Linked DNA regions of Oryctolagus cuniculus: region 1 is linked to region 2. The links are chromatin contacts, called in public Hi-C maps. All regions are on one chromosome and are shown on one strand. Each heading gives the region's core, a stretch centred on a gene start, on an enhancer-like site or on the middle of the called end of the contact. The rest is flanking DNA. Distances are from core to core; before and after follow the strand shown. Region 1 has its middle 93 kb from the start of TRIL. Region 2 overlaps CREB5 (cAMP responsive element binding protein 5).

Evidence for each region. Hi-C and Micro-C count contacts between places; a contact is called where the count stands out from the background.
Region 1: a Hi-C map of an unstated tissue shows a contact between it and region 2, with 5 times the contacts expected there. The contact joins two enhancer-like sites. A contact is called at or near these places in 3 of 6 Hi-C or Micro-C datasets (ear pinna, psoas muscle and an unstated tissue).

Annotation. Positions count from the first base shown.
Region 1 is chr16:20,436,050-20,443,375 of mOryCun1.1, reverse strand. No RefSeq gene overlaps it. Among named protein-coding and RNA genes, the nearest start is that of TRIL, 93 kb to the left of the region's middle. Within about 2 kb of position 5,230, at least 1 of the 8 cell types and tissues checked has an H3K27ac peak or open chromatin away from gene starts, as enhancers often do.
Region 2 is chr16:20,189,803-20,196,898 of mOryCun1.1, reverse strand. The region is part of intron 5 of CREB5 (cAMP responsive element binding protein 5); the gene reads right to left. Among named protein-coding and RNA genes, the nearest start is that of CREB5, 220 kb to the right of the region's middle. Within about 2 kb of position 2,363, at least 1 of the 8 cell types and tissues checked has an H3K27ac peak or open chromatin away from gene starts, as enhancers often do.

The DNA of each region.
Region 1 (7,326 bases), core at 3,981-6,480, 240 kb before region 2:
CAGTGCCTAGGAGACACCACACCCATTGTGTCAGAATGTCTTCCCAATTGATGCCAATGGGTAGACAAAGAAGAGAATTGCTGGTTAAGATAACTCTTCTAGAGAACAGGATTAACTTTTTAGAATCAAATACCCCTGAAATCATATCACATTAATTGGGTAAAACTTGAAGATAATGCATTCTAATGGGGTAAAGAATGGCCAACAGGAATTGTGTGAATTTACTCACTCATGTATTGGTTCAGTCAGTGTTTAGTCAGTCCCTTTAGGTGCCCAGGAAGTGCTGGGGCTGCAGAGGTAAACAAGGGGAGAGAAAGGATTCTTGGGTCAAGTGCAGGAACTCAGCAAAACGTTATTCACACACTGGAACAACAGTGCCTTCAATGCAAGATTGACCACAACACGATTCCAGCTATTTTCACGATGACAGCTTCTTTTAAAAAGAAGTACTGAAATTGATACATCAAAGTTTCTGTCCCATTTGGATAGCAGGTATGTGGCTAATCATGATTCTCTTTTTGGCCACTTTTTGTGTGTTTGAAATATTTCATTAAAGGATGCTAGCTATGATGGGGATAAGCTTAGGATATGATGGGAATAAAGAAGAGAGCATGTGTTGACCAGCCCCAAGTAAGGGTGGGAAGATGAGGGAGAGAGGCAAGAACAGTTGGTGAGGAACCACTAGTACTTGTAAGAATCTTCAACTTCAATTGACAAATAACAATTGTATGCACTCATGGGCTATGGTGATGTTGACACTTGCATGTATTCTGGAATGATGCTAATGCATCCATCACTGCACATACTTGTCACATCTTTATTGTGAGGACACATAATACCTATTTTTTCAGTAATTTTGAAACATACAGTACGTTGTTATTAACCGTAGTCCTTGTGCTGTGTGACACATCACTAGAACTTATTGCTTTTGTCTAAGTCTGCTATGTGCCCTTTGACTAACAGGCCATCTTCCCCACTACCTCCAGCCACCAGTAACCACCATTCTACTCTCTGCTTCTATGAGGTCAGTTCTTTTGGATTCCATGCATTAGTGAGATCTTGCAGTGTTTGCCTTTTTGTGTCTGGCTTATGTCACTTAACACAATGTTCGCTAGATCCATCCATGGTGTTGCAGTTGACAGAAAATGTATGTATGTATGTGTATATATATATATATATATACACACACACACACACAACAGAGTCCTATTTAGCCTTAAAAAAAGTAAGCACATTCTATCATTGACAAGGAAGGTATCATGAAGAGATCTGCATGTTAGGGAGGACAGCAGAGATGTAAAGGCAGGGCTATCATGAGAGGACCCTTTGTCCCTGAGAGGAGGCATGTGAGGCCTAGTAGAGACTAGAGACACTCGACAGTGACCCCATCAACCTTGGATGATGACTGGGTGTGGGGGTGAAGAAAGAGGAAGTGGGAGGGCCTCCAGCACCACGCAGCCCCAGAGAACACAGGGCCATTGATTCAGGGAGGGTTCTCTGGATGGACAACAGGTTAGAAGCAAGAGAAAGAGGTGACGAGTTCTTTTGGTGAAATGTGCAGTATGTGGTGGCTGTGAGACAACCATGGATCCATAGCAAGAGAACGTGTGGATTCAGGAGAGAGGTTTGAGCCAGAGATACAAGCACAGTGGTCATCAGAGGCCCGGTCAGCCCTCAGCGAGATGCAGTAGATGGAAAGGAAGAAGGCCAACACATCCTGGACATGCCCACTGCTTTTTGAAGGAATGAAATGCTTCTCTTAAAAAAATGTGTTTTCAGGGGCTGGTATTGTGGCATAGCAGTAAAGCTGCCTCCAGCATCCCATATGGGCACTGGTTCATGTCCCAGCTGTTCATGTTCTGTTCCAGATCCCTGCTAACGGCCTGGGAAAAGCAGCAGAAGATGGTGCAAGTGTTTGGGCCCCTGCCACCTATGTGGGAGACCTGGATGAAGCTCCTGGCTCCTGGCTTCAGCTTGGCCCAGCACTGGCCATTGCGGCCATCTGGAGAGTGAAGCAACAGATGGAAATTCTCTCTCTCTCTCTGCCTTTGACTTTGAAAATAAATAAATCTTTAATAAAAATGATTATTTTTCATTTTATTTGAAAGGAAGAGAGAGAGGAAAAAAATCTTCCATCTGATGGTTTACTCCCCAAATACCCACAACAGCCCACTCTGGGCCAGGCTGAAACCAGGAGCACAGAATTCCATCTGGATCACTCACATGGGTGGCAGGGACCCACGTAACGAGTCTGCTGCTTTTTAGGGTGTACATTAGTGGGAAGCTGAATTGGAAACAGAGGTGGGACTTGATTTTTTTAAATTTATTTTTATTTTTTTGACAGGCAGAGTGGACAGTGAGAGAGAGAGAGACAGAGAGAAAGGTCTTCCTTTGCCATTGGTTCACCCTTCAATGGCCGCCACGGCCGGCGCACCGCGCTGATCCAATGGCAGGAGCCAGGTACTTCTCCTGGTCTCGCATGGGGTGCAGGGCCCAAGCACTTGGGCCATCCTCCACTGCACTCCCGGGCCACGGCAGAGAGCTGGCCTGGAAGAGGGGCAACCGGGACAGAATCCGGTGCCCCGACCGGGACTAGAACCCGGTGTGCCGGCGCCGCAAGGCGGAGGATTAGCCTAGTGAGCTGCGGCGCCGGCCCAGAGGTGGGACTTGAACCCAGGCACTGTGGTATGAGATGCCAGCACCCCAAGTAGCATCTTCTTTGTTTTTAGAATTTTATTTATTTGTCAAAAGGCAGAGTTACATAGAGAAGGACAGAGAGAGAGAGAGAGAGAGAGAGAGAATCTTCTATCCCACTTCATTCCCCAAATGGCTGCAATGGCTGGGGCTGTGCCAGTTCTCAGCCAGAGACCTGGAACTCCATTCAGGTCTCCCACGCGGGTGCAGGGGCCAAAGCACTTGGGCCATCTTTTACTGCTTTCCCAGGCACGTTAGCAGGGAACTAGATTGGGAATGGATCAGCCAGGACTTGACTGGTGCTCAACTGGGATGCAGGTACTACAGGTCGTGGCTTAATCTGCTGTGCCACAATGCTGGGCCCCCAGGCAGCAGCTGAACCACTGTGCCAAACATCTGCCCTGAACACAGCCACTTGAGAGCAGGGAGGATCAGGGTAAGGAACAAAAACAAACCTGTCCAAAGTGGGCTGATAAGAAAAGGACTAATGGGGAGTGAGGTCAGATGGGAGCTGTGACTAAGCCCAAAGGGGGTGAATCTGCAGGAGGAAATAACCCTAAAGGAAGAAGTCCATGGGGAAGTCAACAGACTACTGATGGAGTTATCACTGAATCTACCCACGGCTTGCAGGCCAACAGGGACTACAACAGCTATTTGAGGACACCTGATCATAAAGGTTAAGTCTGTAGCATGGGAGGGACCTGTTAAACATTTGTTAGGTGAAAATGGGCTGGGTTACTGCCATCCTGGAGCAGGCGTTGAGCCCAGGGGCAGGAGGAAGAGAGGTTAGGGAAAGGATGGGTCTTTTGTTGGACATCCGGTTTGGCCTAGGGCCAGTGGTCCTGGTGATAGGTCTGGAGAGAAGGGTTCCTTTCCCAGCCTGTCCACTTGTGCTAATGTCCTCCAACTCTGATCCCTGATCAGTAAGTGCCACCTCTTTGCCATGCATAGCAACGCTGTGGGGGTGGATGACTCAGCAGCCTTGGCAATGAGATAAACAGGCATTTTACCTTTAGTGGTGATAGACGGAGGGCCCTCCAGGCAAACTGTGCTGTCTGTTCTTCCTCCCTGGCGTCCTGCTCCTACTATGTTTTTGTATAGCTCCAAGCACGCCACCAGCACCCACAATAAACCATTAATTAAAGCTGGCTTCTGGTTTAGGTTTGACAACTTCAAAGTCGCCATCCAGAGCTGTGTGTGCGTGTGATGTGCATGTGTGACAAGCAACACAACACATTGCAGCCACTGCCTCTCTCAGTCAGTACCTCACTGTTAGTACCTAACTTAGCAGATCTGGAGCCCAAATAAGCGAGGAAACCCAGGCTGCTCTGTCTAGTTGCCTCTCTATAGTTTATGGTCTTGTGCCTCCCCCCAGCAGACATTCAGAAAATACTGATTGACTGACAGCTGGCAAGGATGCAGGCAGAGATCTGGCACTTGGAATTTCCTTAATATTTTTTTTCCGATGTAGGCTACGTGGGTTGCATTAGCTAGAGTTCAACCAGAGACTCACTCATTCACTCACTCACTCACTCACTCACTCACTCATCTATCTATCCATCCATCCATTTATCTATTTATTTATTTATCCATATCTATCTATCTATTCATCATATATCCAGAGGTTTATTACAAGGAATTGGTTTATACTGTTGTGAGAGCTGGCTGAGCAAGTCCAAAAATCAGAGGGCAGGCAGTCAGAAAGAGGAGGTCACCAGCAGAGTGGGCATGACTGCCACTATGGTCCACAGGAAGAATCTCTCTCTTTCTCTCTCTCTCTCTCACCTGTTTTCAGAGCCTCCAGCTGATCACATCAGACCCTCCCACATTATTCGATGTAATTTCCCTTCTGTTCAACTGATTAGTGAAGTTAATGACACCTGCAAACCCATTCCCCGGGCAGCAAGGTTAGCATCTCATGGAATAACTGGAGACTTGAGCTTAGTCAAGTTGATGCGCCAAAAAAGCCATCCCCATTGTAGTACAGCAGTTTCTGTAACCTCGGTATCCCATATGAGTGCTGGTTCAAGTCCCTGCTCTTCCACTTCCCATTGAGCTCCAGGCTAATGCGCCTAGGAAAGCAACAGAAGATGGCCCAAGGTCTTGGGCTCCTGCCACCCCACGTGGAGACCAGAAGTTCCAGGCTCCGTGCCCATTCCTGGTTGTTGTAGCCATTTGGGGAATGAACCTGCAGATGGAAGATATCTCTCTGTGTGTAACTTTGCCTTTCAAATAAATAAATCTTAAAAAAAAAAAGGAAACCATTCCGTGGGGTTGAGAATCATATGCTGCAAACCCTGCGCACTAGTAAAGATAAGAACAGGTGTGGTGTGTGGAGGGAGGCAGCCCGAGCCAGCACATGGTTTTCCTTCTGCACTTGAGGTCTTGCAAGCTTGGCTGGGAAGGTGACTGGTGTCTTAACACATTGTGCGGGGAACACCAGGGCCTGAGGTTGGGCAGTGAGAAGCTCCTGTCCCGGCAGAGCCGCCCAGGCTGTGTTTTCCTGCAATAGCCAAAGCCACAGCACAGCGCCAGGCTGTGCACTGTTTGCCTTCCCGGCTCCCGGCGCCACGTGGATCTCCCCCGCGCGGCGCCAGAGGGCGCCCGAGCCGAGCGCAATGCTGCGGGGCTCCGGGAGCAGAGCAGCAGGTGCTATGGGGCCGGATCCACTGCCTCCCTTCCTGGGACACCCTTGTGCGTATGTTGTCACGGGGAGACGGACCCCAGGAGCAAGTATCGGGTCGGTTGGGCGAGGAGGTGGCTGCTTCCTGCCCGCTCGACCCCTTCCTCTCAGCCGTGACATCTGCGGGCGACTCAGCGTTGGGGCTTCGCGAGTCACGCAGCCCCGGGAGCGCAGGGCTCGGCGTCCGTGTCCTGGCTGTGGCACTTTTGGCAGCATCTGTATCTTCCTCGCATTGTGAGCCCTTAAAGAAGCAGGTCGTGGCTGTAGTGGCCGTTCTGTTGCTTAAGTATGCAGGGTCAAAACAGCTGCTTGGCTAATGTGGCCACTGCACGCGCAGTGTGCACGCGCAGGGTCAAACGTGGTGTTCTTCAGAGCGACAGGCGCCTGGGGTGGAAGGGAAGTCGCAGCAGGACTGTCACCAAGGCGTTAGTTCACAGGGTCGCTGGCCTGGCTCCCTTCTCTGACCCAGAACAACCAGAGTGGATGGGGGGCTGGACACGATGGGGCGCCTCTGCGCGCAGCATCACAGTTTGCACAATCGCGACTTTGTGACACTCGGCCGGACCGTGGAGGGAACAGGTGCGGTGCGCTGGATGGAGATCCCCTTGGTGGCATCAGTCTGTGCGTGGTTTCGAGGACTCTGACAGCCCACGAGTGTCTCAGGTGTCACGAAGCTTCTTGGATTTCCTCATGATCCTCGGCCTGGATTCATTAAGGCATGGCACCGAGCACAGAGAATCCCACGTGCAGCTAACCCTGAACTTTAAATGTGGCAGTGGGAGGTGGGGTCCCAGCTGTCAGGGGTTTGTGGCCTGTGAATGGGAAATGTAGGAAGATGTTGCCTTTGACTATCAGACCAGGAAGCACCAGGTGGTTATTGTTGCCCTTTTTTTTTTTTTCTTTCAAGAAACAATGATTTCAACCTTCCCTTCCCAGATCTCTCCTCATAGACTTTGATTAAATACGCAGTATCTTTCCTGATTGGCAAGATTTTTTGAAAGATCTTGCTATTGTCTGTTACAAAAAGGTCAACCCTTGTATTTGTGATTTTTTTTTCCTTGTTGAAATTGTAGACCCACGTTAAGGATTTTCCTGTTCTTTATAAACATGGCCACAGCCCCATAACTTCCTTTATTTGCAATCAGTTTATCCCGTGGTTAACAAAGAACGGTTCAGAGAAAAAAAAAGTGCCCTCGTGAAATTCAGTAATTCTTTATAAAAAGAAAAAAGGGTCTTTTATACGCGTCTTTTATATGCATTGAATATATAACCACGGTGTGTACCTGGTAAAGTTGATTTCTGCTGACTATGGAGCGCAGGTAAATCAACATCGAGTCCATAGCACATTATAAGTACACTTTATTGGGTTTTACCTTCAGGTAAAGGCTTCTATTAAGAATATACAAGTGGCTGCATACCTAGCCTGCCTTGTTTTCCACAGGATTGTATACATAATCTCTCCTTTTACATTTCTTTAATCAAAGCTTGCTATATTGAATACATTTAATTGGAATCCAGTGGTTATAAATATAAAACGTTTACTGCTGCAGAGAAGTTGTGATTGCTACTTTCCATTAGCAGTTGTTGTCGAGGAAAGCCTCCAACAGCATATTTGCATTCAGACAAGAACTGACTTGGGCAAACAGGTGATGCTTTCAACTGCACAAATATATTATTTCCCATAAATATTCCTAATGAAAGAGGTGGTCTGTCTCAGAGGAAGTAGCTGCAATGAAGACTTTTAAATAATCAAGGGGGGAAAATGTTCCCCACCTCGATAAATGTGTGTATGAGGGCTTGCAGGGTGAGTTATGAGGTGTGGAAAGGTGAAGTCTAGAAAACTGTGGCCTGGTACGCAGTGAAGGCACCACCACAGATGCGTCGCACATGGCACCCATGAAGCAAGGCCCTTCTTTCCACCATGCTGTTTCCTTGTCTTCTTGCCCCAC
Region 2 (7,096 bases), core at 1,114-3,613:
AGAGCCTCATGGGATCATTGTAAAGACTAATGGCTTTTGCACACAGAAAGCCCGGAACCAGGCTAGGCATACAGCAAGCAAAGAGTAAGAAATTCTTATTTGAAATCTGAACTCTAGCATACTTCAACCAATCCAAATATCTCGTATAAACAATACAGCTGAGGTGGCTGCTGTGGTGTAGTGGGCTAAGCCACCACCGTGGATGCCTGCATCCCACACTGGAGTGTCTGGCGTGGGGTCCTGCCTCTGCTTCCAATCCAGCTTCCAGGGAGGCAGCAGGCAAATCCTGGTCACCCACATGGGAGACCTGGAGGAGTTCCTGGCGTCTGGCTTTGGAAAGGCCCAGCCCTGGCTGCTGAAGGCGTCTGAGGAGAGACGCGGCAGATGGAAGACATGTCCCTTTCTGCCTTTCAAATACATAAAAATAAATAAATGAATGCCAAAAAATCATACAACTCAAACTGCAAGAATGGTAAAGCCGGTGGAGCATTTAACACAAAGTCATCTTTTTTTTTTTTTTTTTAAGATTTTATTTATTTATTTGACAGAGTTACAGACAGTGAGAGAGAGACAGAAAGAAAGGTCTTCCTTCCATTGGTTCACTCCCCAAATGGCCGCAACGGCTGGAGCTGAACCGATCCGAAGCCAGGAGCCAGGTGCCTCTTCTTGGTCTCCCATGTGGATGCAGAGCCCAAGCACTTGGGCCATCTTCCACTGCCTTCCTGGGCCACAGCAGAGAGCTGGACTGGAAGAGGAGCAACCGGGACTAGAACCTGGTGCCCACATGGGATGCCGCAGGAGGAGGATTAACCAAGTGAGCCACGGCGCTGGCCCCCACAAATTCATCTTTTAAGGCAGAAAGAAGGGCCTTCTTCTAGTGATCTATAATAAGAATCTATAGGAAATGAGTTATATTATCTTAAACAGATAATAAGAGGGCTCTTCAAAAGTTCATGGGAAATGTGTATTATGAAAGACTGTATGTGAATTTCAAAAAAAAAATGTATATGCCCAAATAAACATCTTTTGATTCCATTTTCCCCAAGCTTTTAGATATCCCCTTGGAAATATACTGACTACAAAATGATGCACCCTCAAAGAACGAATTCATAAAATGAGTATGCTGTAACGCAGACCCACACAAACCTGTTAGGATGCATTTTTTTCCCACCAGTTTTTCCTGGAGGATGCAGAAATGAGGTGAAGGAAAGCAGCACGCAGTCCTTGATGACAACCCACGCACTCGGTTAGTCCGGCAACAGCCAACAAGACTCACAACAGCTATTTCGCTGCAATTCGTGTACTCTTATATTTTTTGCAAACTTGTTTTTATGGAAACAAATTCTCCTTTTTTGATCTGATGTCATCTAAATGACACAAGGCCAATCAGGGAGACCCGTGCTGCTTTTCCGTGCTTTGAGACTGGTGGCACATGGCTCATGGCAGCAGGCCACGGAATAAACACCGCCGTATCAAGCATTCCTGGCGCTGAGGGAGAACTCCGCTCGTGTTTCTTTTCGTCCGCGCGCACATAACTTTTTTCCCCTGTGGATCTTCAGTGAGGCAAGGCAATTGCCTTGGCTGTGTGGAATTCAGCAAACAGAAATGCATGACCAGTGACCACACACTCCCATCTGGATGAGGTTTTGGCTGAGTGAGCTTTGGGATTTTAACTACAGTCCCTAACAAGGATCCCCTTCTTTTTGACTATATAAGTCAACTCTGAGAGTCAGGGGGTGGATTTTTTTTGTGTGGTTCCTTTCTTGTCAACCAAGCCCACAGACTGTAGATAGGAGGGACTGACTCTTGGGTCCTCTGTACTTGCTATAGTTGAAGGTAACCAAAGTATGGGAAGAAATCCGAATGATGGGGGTAGATATCTTACAGAGCAGAGTGAATCATCCTTCTCCTCATCCCATGAGGGGAAGCAGATCAAAGTCTCTGGCAGAGCGGCACAGGGGTCAAAGCCTCACCTAAACCTGGCTCCAATTCAACTCCACACGTACCAGTCCTGTTAACGCGGAGTCTGCTGATGAATCTCCCAAGCCTCATGTCCTCATCTGTGAAGCAGGGGTAATACCAGGCTCTACCTTGTCACGTGCTCGTGGGAAGTAAACACGATGGTGCTTATCAAATTTTCACCCACATTGAATCTTTAGATCTTCTCAAGAATCCTATGAGGTGGCTACTGCTGTACTGCCCTTGCTGATGGAAAACCGAGGCTCAGAGACATAACAAAAGTGGCCCGGAGTCTCCCCACAGGCCAGTGGAGGGGGCTGGGCATGAGCTCAAGTTCATGAGCACCGGCTCCAGAGGTGGTGCTCTAGGCACTAACAGACCCACGTTACAGAATCCCACAAAGTGAGCAACAGGGGCTCTCTGCCCTTCTGGGGGCAGCCCTGCCTAGTGCAGGGAAGAGATAATTAATAAGAGATCAGCAACCAGGACCAGCTTATTTAACAGACACTTGGAGGTAGGAAGTAGATACAAGAAATCAGTTCTCCAGACTCCGCCCAGTGATTCTCCTTGGTTAACTCATAGCCCTTGCAAGGAAGAACAAAGAGAAAATGGAGAAAACTGCTCAACTTTAGACACTGAAATAACAAGAGTATTGACAGGAGGGCAGTACCGGAGTAAGAGTGTCGGAGCAAGGTAGAAGCAGACGGTTAAAGGAGGAGTTGGGTTTAAAGGAGGAGTAAGCCTGTGAGCTGTAAGAATGCTGGCCAAGTGTGGTATGAAATTCAACAAGTCAGAGGGTTCCAAACCCATTATTACTTATTAATCATTCATTAAATATTTGTTATCAAAACCCAAGAGGTCTTAGCCAAGCCAAAGAACAGCTAATGCTTTCAACTATAAACAGAAAACTGGTTCACAAATTCCCTGTAATTCATTGGCCTCCACACTACACACTCAGAAACTTGGGCAAGAAAACTAGAACAAGTTACTAAGTGCCTGATTCTTCTTCAGCTTTATAATCCACAGGAATTAGACCTGCAAAGCATAAAGGCTTTACTTACTTAACTGACCTCAGCATTTCATTTGTAGCTGTGCATTGGTGTGAGAGAGAATGCTGCATCTATTTGCATGGGTTTAACACTATCCAATCTAGATTGAGCACCTGCAGAGGGCAGCCTACTGTATTTGTTTACTGGACAAACACAGCATCTTCACTAACAGCCATAACGTTCCTAGCGGCCGTCTTCACCATCCTCTTCCTCAACCTCGTGATCATTCTTACCCCATTCTTGCACAAAATTTCTATTGCAAAGCTGCAAGGCAGATAACAGGTACATAATCTTTCTTCCCGTTCTAGATATTAACACTGTTCACGCATTGCTGCCGACTTCTTTAATTCAAAATAACAAGGTGCTCTTTCTTGCATGCCACGTGACTCCTCCACTATACAGGACACTGGCATACAACTCTGCCATCCTGCTGTTCAGTCATTCGCTGTTCAACAGAGTGCCAGAGGCAGAGGAATCGGATGGAAAGAAAGTTTTGCTCTAAGATATGTTTTCACTCACATTAGTCTGCGGTCAGGAACAAACACTCCCTGTGGAATCTGTTTCTTTAAGATTCTAAAAATAAATTGATCTGTAAGTGACTTTGCTGTAATACATACAGTGAGTCAGATCAAGGCGTAAGAGCCATTTTTAGAATGTGAACTAAACACTGGCCAAAGACAACCAGTTAACCCCCAGGAACAGGAGCTGCATTTCAGACCGGGTAGAGTTTGATCTGCGAAGCTACTTTGAAATATATACACTCTTTGTATTACGGCTCTGCCTAAAGATATTAGAATATGGCTACAGGCTATCACAAAGTCAAAACATTGGGTAAGAAGACGACTGGTGTGGGAGTTCCCAGGAGTGCATCTGTGTGGTAGGCTGAGGACACGTTACGGGAGCTGGCACCGTGGCACAGTGAGTTAGGCTGCTGCCTCTGAGGCTGGCATCTCATGTGAGTGCCAGTTGGAGTCCCAACTGCTCCACTTCCAATCCAGCTCCCTGCTAATGTGCCTGCGAAAGCAGCAGAGGATGGCCCAAGTGATTGGGCTCCTGCACCCATGTGGGAGACCTGGATGGGGTTCCAGGCTCCTGGCCATTTAGAGAGCGAACCAGCAGACAGAAGATTTCTTTCTTTCTCTGTCGCCTGTCACATGTCTTATAGACGTGCCCAGTTCGGATGTCTGGGAGTAAACACTGTACATGATGCAGAGTAACGTCTAGAGGTAACACTATATGCCATTCCAGATACAATGATTTTGAGGGGTTCTGTATGGCCAACATAAGTTACCTCACATCCCTGAAGCTCAGTTTCCTCATATACAAAACAGAAATAAATACTCCCTCCATCAGGAGCTTGATGTGAGAATTAAATAAGATATTACACGTGAAGAACTCAGTATGCATCATAACCTTCTTAAGGGATGCCAGTAACAGCTGCTCTCAGCCCTGGTGCAGTTTCCTCTTGGCTCTGTTGGGTGCCTTTGGGTGCCCCATCTTAATAAACCTTGTAAATAGCTGCCTTGGAGGGAAAGTCTGGTCGTTACAGGTTGGCAAATGTGCCTGGCATGATGAACACCTTTAAGGGGATAGATGATTGGAGGGAGAGGGTGTGTATATGTGTGTGTGTGTGTGTGTGTGTGTGAGAGAGAGAGAGAGAGAGAGAGAGAGAGAGAGAGAATGTGTGCAAGGGTATAAGAATTTAACTTTGCAACAAACAACTGGTCACTCTCCTAGCACAAGTTTCCCTTGCACACAAACACATCCACTGTAGGGGTCTCACTGCCTCCTATACATGGATCTCAGCTTGCACGCTGTGAGCAGCGTGCTGCAGGATATGTGACTTCATATCCCAGGGTCGATCACTGACCTCTGCCCTGGTCATCAGTCCCTTTCTGGTCCTTGTACGACTAGAATCCACCAGAGATTTCCTAGCCAACTCTTTGCTAACAAATTAGCAACAAGTGTTAGTGCTTGGGTCTTTTCTCCTGACAGAGTTCATTTGGAATCCAGCCCCTTCCTCAATTAAAATAAAAACCCAGCCATTTGCGTTTTCTTTTCCCACTCTGGAAACATGTTGTCCTTAATACATGAAGTAGCACTCAGGACGCATGCTTGGTATGACGTCACCATCCTGTCTTTCAGGTGTGCTCGGCGGGTCACACGGAACACGTGCCCCTCTGGAGGGCTGACGGCGACACCGCACCACATTCTGCAGCTCACGGCAGTGAGGTCACGCGCTGGCAAGACATTATCATGCTGCTGCATGAATGTGGTTGAACTCAACCTACTGACCTTGCTCAGGGGGCCCGTGATGCAGGCTGTGTAAAACCAAGCAAGGCAAAACAGACACGGCTAAGCCACGGCACAGGGGCCACCTGGGTCAGAAGGTGACACTACTGAATTTAGTGTGTGAAGGTCTTGTCACATGTAAGTCTGGAAATAGCTATGACCTAAACAGGAGGGTAGGAGACAACCCACTTAGAAACGCATAGATGCATTCCATTGTGCTAGTCAAGTGTTTAAAATCTATCCTGGGGCAAAAGTGATATTGTAAATGCTTTCTCTTGCTTGCAGTTATCCTAATCCAAACTTTGTGGCTATCAACACCTTTTGGTGATCTTGCCTGCCAATCATTTTTTTTACATACCTGCCTGGCTAACACTATTCTCCTGGATACTCAGGATTCCCTGGGACCCCTGTGAATCTCAAGGCCCAGGAAAGACTGAATTGGACCTTATATTTCCAGGGGCTTCTCTACTCTCTCTATACAACTCCAAGTCCGCTTAGCTCTGGTGGCTCTGGGACATGCTGCCATATTAGGCATGTGGAAATGTCCACATCATTCTGAAAGTAGAGATTTAACAGTTTTGGGGATTAGCATTCAATTCCAAATTTGGGGCTAGCATTTAAGTTACATGAATTTTGGGGACTTCTCATTGGTTTCGTGAAATTCAGTGCTAGGGGGTCCAGTGCCATGGCACAGTAGGTTAATCCTCCACCTGCGGTGCCAGCATCCAATATGGATGCCGGTTCTAGTCCCGGCTGCTCCTCTTCCCATCCAGCTCTGTGCTATGACCTGGGAAAGCAGTAGAAGATGGCCCAAGTGCTTGGGCCCCAGTACCCACGTGGGAGACCAGGAAGAAGCTCCTGGCTCCTGGCTTCGGATCGGCACAGATCCGACTGTTGCGGCCATTTGGAGAGTGAACCAATGGAAGGAAGACCTTTCTCTCTGTCTCTCCCTCTGTCTGAAACTCTACCTCTCAAATAAATAAAGAAAATCTGTAAAAAAGATTCAGTGCTAGGAAACAGAGCCTTTTTTCCCACAATACCAACAAGGTCACAGGAAGTGCTCCCTTTCCTATTTGGTTCTTTCTTGGACGGCAGCATTTCTGAGGCAGAAGACCTGGCACTCTGTATGGACAACTCTTGATTCTAACGTGGCTGACAGGCTTCTTATTAAACTTTGGTCTTTGTATGGCCTCCTTCCAGATCACCACACTGGATCTGAATGCCAATAATAGGCTGAAAATTGGAGGAGCCCAGAGCCAGGTGTGGAGAAGAGAAGGGTATATGCACTTCCTAGCTAAATGGTTCCTGGTGTCTCCTTAAAGCCAAATATAAATTTTATCTAGAAACTGCCACCTTGTGAGAATGCCATAGTTTGGATATAGAATGTTCCATAAAGGTTCATGTGTTAAAGGTTTGGTCCACAAAGTCCCACGGTAATGTCACTGAACTGGTAGCAACTTAACCCAAATATGGTGTTTAAGGTAGGGATGGAGCCTTTCATGTGGAGTGCTCAGGATCAAATTTGGTAGCTTTCTAAGAGACCACACCCACACAGTCCCTCTTGCCATGTGATACCCTTAGGACTGCCAGCAAGAATGCCCTCACCCATAACAATGAGCAAAAATGCCCTCACCAAATGCTACATCAGTGGGGCCACCTGATCTTGGACTGTGACCCTCCAGAACCATATGCTTCCTCAAGCATTTCCCTGGCATCATGAAAAGCTGACTAACACATAGCACTTTCATTGCTTGAGATAATTCCTTCTGGAAATAGCGGTGGTCTTTTATTAAATA